Linked DNA regions of Zea mays: region 1 is linked to region 2. The links are chromatin contacts, called in public Hi-C maps. All regions are on one chromosome and are shown on one strand. The core of a region is the stretch at or near the end of the contact, and the rest is flanking DNA. Distances in the headings are between cores, read along the strand shown. Region 1 has its middle 42 kb from the start of LOC103637762. Region 2 has its middle 20 kb from the start of LOC109943666.

Evidence for each region. Hi-C and Micro-C count contacts between places; a contact is called where the count stands out from the background.
Region 1: a Hi-C map of tassel shows a contact between it and region 2, with 2.4 times the contacts expected there. The contact joins two enhancer-like sites. A contact is called at or near these places in 2 of 25 Hi-C or Micro-C datasets (ear and tassel).

Annotation. Positions count from the first base shown.
Region 1 is chr1:110,292,871-110,296,316 of Zm-B73-REFERENCE-NAM-5.0, forward strand. No RefSeq gene overlaps it. Among protein-coding and RNA genes, the nearest start is that of LOC103637762, 42 kb to the left of the region's middle. Within about 2 kb of position 1,876, at least 17 of the 20 cell types and tissues checked have an H3K27ac peak or open chromatin away from gene starts, as enhancers often do. A contact at or near this core is called in ear and tassel, where this site is marked.
Region 2 is chr1:109,924,376-109,927,940 of Zm-B73-REFERENCE-NAM-5.0, forward strand. No RefSeq gene overlaps it. Among protein-coding and RNA genes, the nearest start is that of LOC109943666, 20 kb to the left of the region's middle. Within about 2 kb of position 1,881, at least 18 of the 20 cell types and tissues checked have an H3K27ac peak or open chromatin away from gene starts, as enhancers often do. A contact at or near this core is called in ear and tassel, where this site is marked.

The DNA of each region.
Region 1 (3,446 bases), core at 626-3,125, 370 kb after region 2:
GGGTGAGCTCACATATGTTCATCGCTCAACAAGTTGTGGGGAATAATGTGCATGAGCTCACTTACAGTGGGGGCTCATGTGAAGTGTAAGGCTTACCAAAGAGGATGGTTAAAGCTGAGCATTGCTTTTAAAGTTGGTCAAAATTTTATTAGCGGTTACTAAGTATAAGTAGATACCAACCCAATTAAATAAGAGGTCAAATTAATAATAACACCCACAATGCAATGCGTATGACAAATTAAGTTTAGTTCCATAGATTACTCATTTGAGGGTCTGAGCCGCTCATGATCGTGAGCACGACTGATATACCGGTTTTACACTTTGCAGAGGTTGCACATCTTTACCCATAAGATGTGTTTCCCGATTAGCCAGGGTTAGCTAGACCCTTAGACACTTCCAATGTAAATGGCTAGGGATCCACTGCGAGGCCTTTCCAAAGTTCCACTAGTTCGAGAAAACCCGCTACGGATCCAGGAAGAAGAAAGCATAGGAATCCCTCATCCGAAATGCCATCACAGCAGTTCAACCCGATAACCTCCCTATACTCTGTAGCGACGCCTCCCCACTTTCCTCTTTCGGGTAAGGTAATCTCTCCCTAGCTTTCCTAATTACTTGGCCAAGGGTGTCCCATTCCACCCTTGTGGTAGCACAGTTTTCCTAGGTGGTTCTCCATGTTCCAATTAACATGATGATCTTATCAAGAACATAATTTAAACAGCAACGAAATTGGAACATGATCATAATATAGCATATGTTTCCCAAAACCAGGTAAAGCAATAGCATATCTACCCAATAGTTCATATGTTTGCAAGGTGTGGGATAAACAATACTAGGGAAACCTATTAGGTCCCATCAATTTACCTAGAGCATGTCACAGTGATTGACAGGAACATTATTAGGTAAAGAAAAGTGATTAAGGGCACAAGTTGCCTTAGACTCGATATTCCCAGGTACTTCACCAATTTGGTCTTCGGGTTACTCGTGACCTCACTGCTACTCGTGGCAATACATACATACAAACAAGGAGTATATAAAATAACATTACACCAAACATAAGAACAATTTGCATAGGAATCTTCTATGCACCGCTACGAGATCGTAGGTTCAAGAACCACTAAAATCAGAGTTACGGTTTAAAAGATATGGCTTTTCAAAGTTTTAGGTGGTTAACCAATAAAACTATATGTTGATTAAAATAAATCATGTAAGAAAAGATATAACTAACTCAATGTTTAATCTAAGTTACAATATAATCATATTCTAGTAAATGATCCAAATTACAATCCTATATTGACTCCGATTAAACATGTTCATTCAAAAAACATAGGTTGAATAAATTAGTTATTTATTTTTGAGAACATCTTACAGAATAAAATAATGTTAATAAGATGTAGGTAATATTAATATGAGACTAACACAACTTGAACAGGACTAATTGGAGTTAAAGCGAATTAGTTATGAATTTTACAAGTTTCAAGGTTTATATTTATACTAAAAATCAATTTCAAATCTATTTAATAAAGTATCTGGACTGTGTCCACTAATACCTGAGAACTCAGGGGCTATAGCGTATAAATCTGGACCTTCCTAAAACGATCTTTGCATAGATAGGGATGGCAGGTTTATTTGACAAAAGCCAAGGAGTCTCTTATGCAAAGTGTCGGCCGAAGGGGTATGGGTCACTATGATCCGTCTGATCCTTCACCTACGACCTTGATTAGATTACCACTTAAAACAAAACTGTAAGCAATAACAATCATAGGATGACAGATTAGTGGTCCAAAATTTGTCCACGACACACGCTGGTCCCAGCCCTCGGATCTTGGATCAATGGCGTGGATCAAGATCCAACCGGTATTCACCTGATCTAATCTCGTCCGCTCTTTTGCAATCCAACGGCCTCAGACCACCCTCCACCCCATGACACGGGGGCGTGGTGGCGCCTAGAGTCAGCGGCGACGCTCGTGGCTGGAGAAGATGATGTTGTGCCAAGAGCCTCAAATCCCAATCTGAATGGTGCTATGCGTAGAAGAGACCAAAACGGACTAGTTAGGAGTGTTCTTAGCAAGGTGGGCGACACAGGGATGTGTGGCTTTGTCCATGCGTGGCAGCATGGCGGACACCGACGTCGGTGAGAAATTCACACCTCCCAGACCACCAATGGTGCCCAGAGAAGCGACAAGCACCCCCGTGGAAACTCTGCGAAACTCCCGGACCCGATTCCATTGCTTTTATGACGATGGTGTAGAGCTCTATTTATGTGCGACCGCGGCCTAACCCTCCCTCTGCTCGACGACATCTCTCCCTCACACATTGGCATTCACGCCCGGCACTGCTGGTTGCTATGGATGGGTGGCCAGGGGAGGTGACCTTATAGCGCAGAGACGCGGGGAGAGCCCGCGCGGTTGGTCAATCGGCGAGATCTCCGCACGCGGCCACGACGAGGTTGTTACGAATGGCTCAGAGGGGAGCTATCCCGGGGCCCCACCAGTCGGTGCCTAGCATGCGCAGTAGAGACATTTCACCTGGGACATGCGTCAGCGCGAGGGTGTTTAACAGACGAGCTCGCCTGTCGACTCCTACGGCATCACAGGCTGAGTGTGCGCACATCGGAGCTATGGAGGGAAAGGGTTGATTGGTTCGTGGGCCGACCTTATAGGGATTTGGCCCAAATCAGTTTGGTCTTATTCTTTTCTCCTTTCTTTTATGTTTTCTTTTATATTTTAATTTCTTGATTCAAATTTTGATTTAGATTTCACACTCAACTTTAAAGCATAAGATTCCCAGCATGAGATGCATCAATATTTTATTCATCTATTTATTTATCTATTAATTCTATTTAAGGAATGCTTCCACGTAATCCATTCATGCAGACAAAATAGTGGTTTAAGAAAATGTCTTCTAGGGTATAGCATTTTTAAGAGATCCTTTAACTTATATAATTCAACAAATATATACTTGAATATAAATCATTTTATTTGATTTTTTATTTTAGGGAAATGTAGCTTTCACAAAGGAAAACCCTTATTAGAACATATTCCAATTCAAACTCTTCGAAGAATTTTACCAAATTCCACCAATAAAATTTTGAGGTGTTACATTCCTAATGCCTCTAGTCCATTGAACCTCTACTGTGACAACAATGGGGCTATTGCGCAACCTAAGGAGCCTAGGAACCACCAGAAAAGCAAACACGAACTATGGAAGTTTCACCTCATACAGGATTTGAATGTTGTGCAAGTGGGAGAGACACATGAGATGGGGTGGGGTGAGATAAAGATATGAAAAATACATTCAGATTTGAATGTTGTTGATCCTTTGACGAAACCTCTTTCACAACCTAGCTAAGCATGAGACACACATGAGATCTATGGGTATTATATATATCTTCTAGATTAACTCTAGTGCAAGTGGGAGACTGTTAGAAATATGCCCTAGAGATAATC
Region 2 (3,565 bases), core at 631-3,130:
TACCTACAAGGATAATAAAGTTAGCTTCTAAGAGTCGGTGAATTTCAAACTTTATCCTTAGATGCAAATCTGAACAAAAAGGTCTTGGCATCTATTTAAATGGCCTAAAACTAGGCTTAATTGAGAGTCGATGCTCAACTAGCTCCTAGCTTAGCCCAGGCATCTCAGTATAACTCCAAGCAAAGCTATCGACATACTCTCGTAATAACCTAATCAATTTATCCCTAGAATCAAATTTCAGGTTATTGTTTACAAAATTTGTCTGATGCACACCAGACATCCCTGTTCACTGCCACGTCAGTAGATCGTTGGACCATCTCATCTGACCAAGCGATACACATACACCGCAGATCTAATGCCCCCTGCTACTGAACTCCAGTTTACAACCTCTCTATGTGTCGAATCTGGTGAGTGGTTTAGTGGCACACTAGTCTGGTCTGATGTGCCAAGTCCTCAAAGCCACAAAAACATGCTCTTTGTGTGCTGAGTCCGGTGTCTGGTCTTGTGCACTCAGAGCAGCTAGACCTAGTCCATTTTGGGGAAACTTTTCTTGGCTTCATTTGGTTATAGTCTTGAACACTTCTATTACATAGACCAACATATCATTAGTCCATTCAATAATTCTAAGTAATAGGTCTTCATCATTTTTATCTTCTAGGTCCCTTTGCTCATTTTTGCTTCAATTGACGCCTAGAACTTCAAATCTTAAATCTGATCTCTCTATCGTTCTAACAAGATCCAATATGAAGCTTGGTCTATTAGGAATTATTAAAATAGTAAAATAGCCCTTTGTCCACTTCTTGCTCAATGTAATCTTTTTTCTCTATCTCTGAGTTGTATCTCTTTATTTGATCTTCTACAATATTTCTTATGCTCCTGTGATCAAGCACTTAGCAAGCCACTTACTCCAAAAGGTTGTGATGATCATCAAACTCCAAAACCAATATATAAATGGCTTAAAGCCCATAAATTCAATAAATTAGGGTCTAAATCTTTTTAGCGACCAATAGTCAGCTGACAAGTTGTCTCTATAGCAACCCACCATAAGTTGTTACATTTATAGATTTTTAGCGACCAACGAATCGTTGCTAGAAACGTATTTAGCGACCAACCAATAGTCTTCAACTTTTAGCGACCAACAGTTGTGCTAAATAAGGGTTGTTAAAACTCAACAGTGGTGTACTGTATGTAAGCAACCAGCCGAATAGATCCATATGTTGCAACTCTAATGGTCTTGATGTAGTTCACTTCTTGCTCAATATGTTCTTTTTCTCTATCTTTGAGCTCTATCACTACATTTCATCTTCTACTATTGTAACACCGTAAAATCGTATTTTTGGGATCTTGAGAAATTTTTTTCTCAAGAACTAAATAAAAGTGTTTTCTAAGAAAAGATGGGAGAAAATAATCATCGTAAAACTAGAAGTACTCTTTGAATACATAATATAGATAAAATACATGTAAAGAAATGTATACAACATGAAGTAATTCTCTCTATTGAACCTTACTTTTCACAAAAATATAATGAATATTTTTGTTCTTCTGAATTAAACTTTTTAGCTTTGATCACACATTCAAAATTATTTGTGTATTGCATATTTGAAACCAATACCTAAATAAATAAATTGATGAATTTCATACTGGTGTTTTTGTTTGTGCATTAAAACCTAAATTTAAATCTCAAATGCAGATTTGAATTCAATTTTGAAATTGGATAGAAAATAGAAAAAATATAAAAGAGAAAATAAGAAAAAAAAAAGAAAACTCAACATAGCTAGGCCTGCTACTCCATTTTGGCCCAGCTAAGCCGCATATTACCGCGCGCTCGGTGGTGCCCAGCGCTGTCAAGCTGGCCCGCACGCCAGTCTTTGCCTGCGTGCGCGTTTGCTCCCGGGCACTGGATGACAGGTGGGGCCTCTGGGTCGACATCTTCTTCCCCGTCTCCTCAGTTCGCGGCCGCCGTTGTCGGGTCGTTGAAGATCTCCTGGGATCCTCGCTATCGCCAGTTAAACAACCCTCCCCACCCAAATCTGGTGTATATAACTCGAGCACCGCACGCCCTCATCCCATCGACTCGGCCCTCGACCACAGCGTGTGATCGAATCACAGAGGGCGGTAGAGCGTCACCGCGCCTGTGATCCAGCTCCATCGTCCTTGGGTCTCGGGGGAGGATTGGTCGGGGGTATTCGTCGTGTGGCGGGCCGTGTGCGAGGTATTCGGGGGGAGAATCGGGAGTTGCTCAGACTGAATTACTCGTCGGAGCAATTGAAACTCCACGGATCCGCCTCACGCCCCGAGCAGGGTGTTCACCGTTTCTGATTTCGGTAAGAAACCCACCTGAACCGTTCGCCTTCACCTCTACATCACATAGCACCGCTTGCCATAGGATTTGGCGCACTGGGTCGCTGCATCGCCTCTCTCCGGCGAGAGTGCCGCTGCGTGAGCTCTACTCCACCGCGCTTTTTCATCGGAGAGGGAGAACACTTTTGGCCGTTGATCGACTACTGCATGGTCTAGATTAGATCCACAATGTACCGGTTCAGTGGGAAATCTTAGCACTTGGATCGAGATTGTGCGCACCGGATTAGATCGTGGCGCTTTAAACCCTAGACCATTGGATCATGATCCAGCGGCATCCAGTGAGTACCGGTTCGGATTTTGATCTCGGCCATATGATCCAAATTATACGCGTAAGATTTGATCTCAGTGTTTAAAATCTGGGCCACTGATCTCAGGATCACCGGTTCTCAGCACATACTGGTTCGATTAAATAGCGATCTAATCGGTGCCATCTCATTGGTCGGTACCCCTTCACTGTTTATACTTTGCAAGGGAGACCCTGGTTTTAATTGAAATCAAGCCGCCATCCACACTGGGGCTGGGGTTAGTGCACATGGGTCCTAAAAATTGCACAGGACACCCTAGAAGTATTCAAAATATTGTCCGTAGCCCAGATTGATCAGGGTATTCAAAACAACTAAATAATATGAATATAGGTATAAAAATAAATCTACTAATATTGTAAAATACATATCTTCTTTGTTATAGCTCCGAATTAATTCATTCCAGATGCATTAGACTCATATTAATATTGTTTATCATCTAGTAACTTTATTTTGCTATGAAACCTAGGCTAAAAAAATTATGCACTTAGTTTCTTGTATATCCAACACTTAAATATTTAGAAAATCATAACTCTTTAACCGTAAACCCGATTTTAGTAGTTCTCGAACCCACGATCTCGTAACGACCCGTAGATCATTATTATGCAGGTTGTTCTTATGTTTGGTGTGATGTTAATTTTACCTATACCATGTTTGTTTGTATTGCTACAATTAGCAGTGAGGTCACGGGAATCTGAGGATCATCCTGGTACCTGGGAAGCTCGAGTCTAAGGCAAGTTGTGCCCTTGATCACTCTTCTCTATCTAATAATGTTCTTTGGTAATCACTGTGACATGCTTAGATTAATTTGATGGGACCTAATAGGTTTCCCTAGATTTGTTTATGTCACACCCGGTTCTGGGGACAAAACTGAATGCATAGCATATGTGGGCCAGGATCCA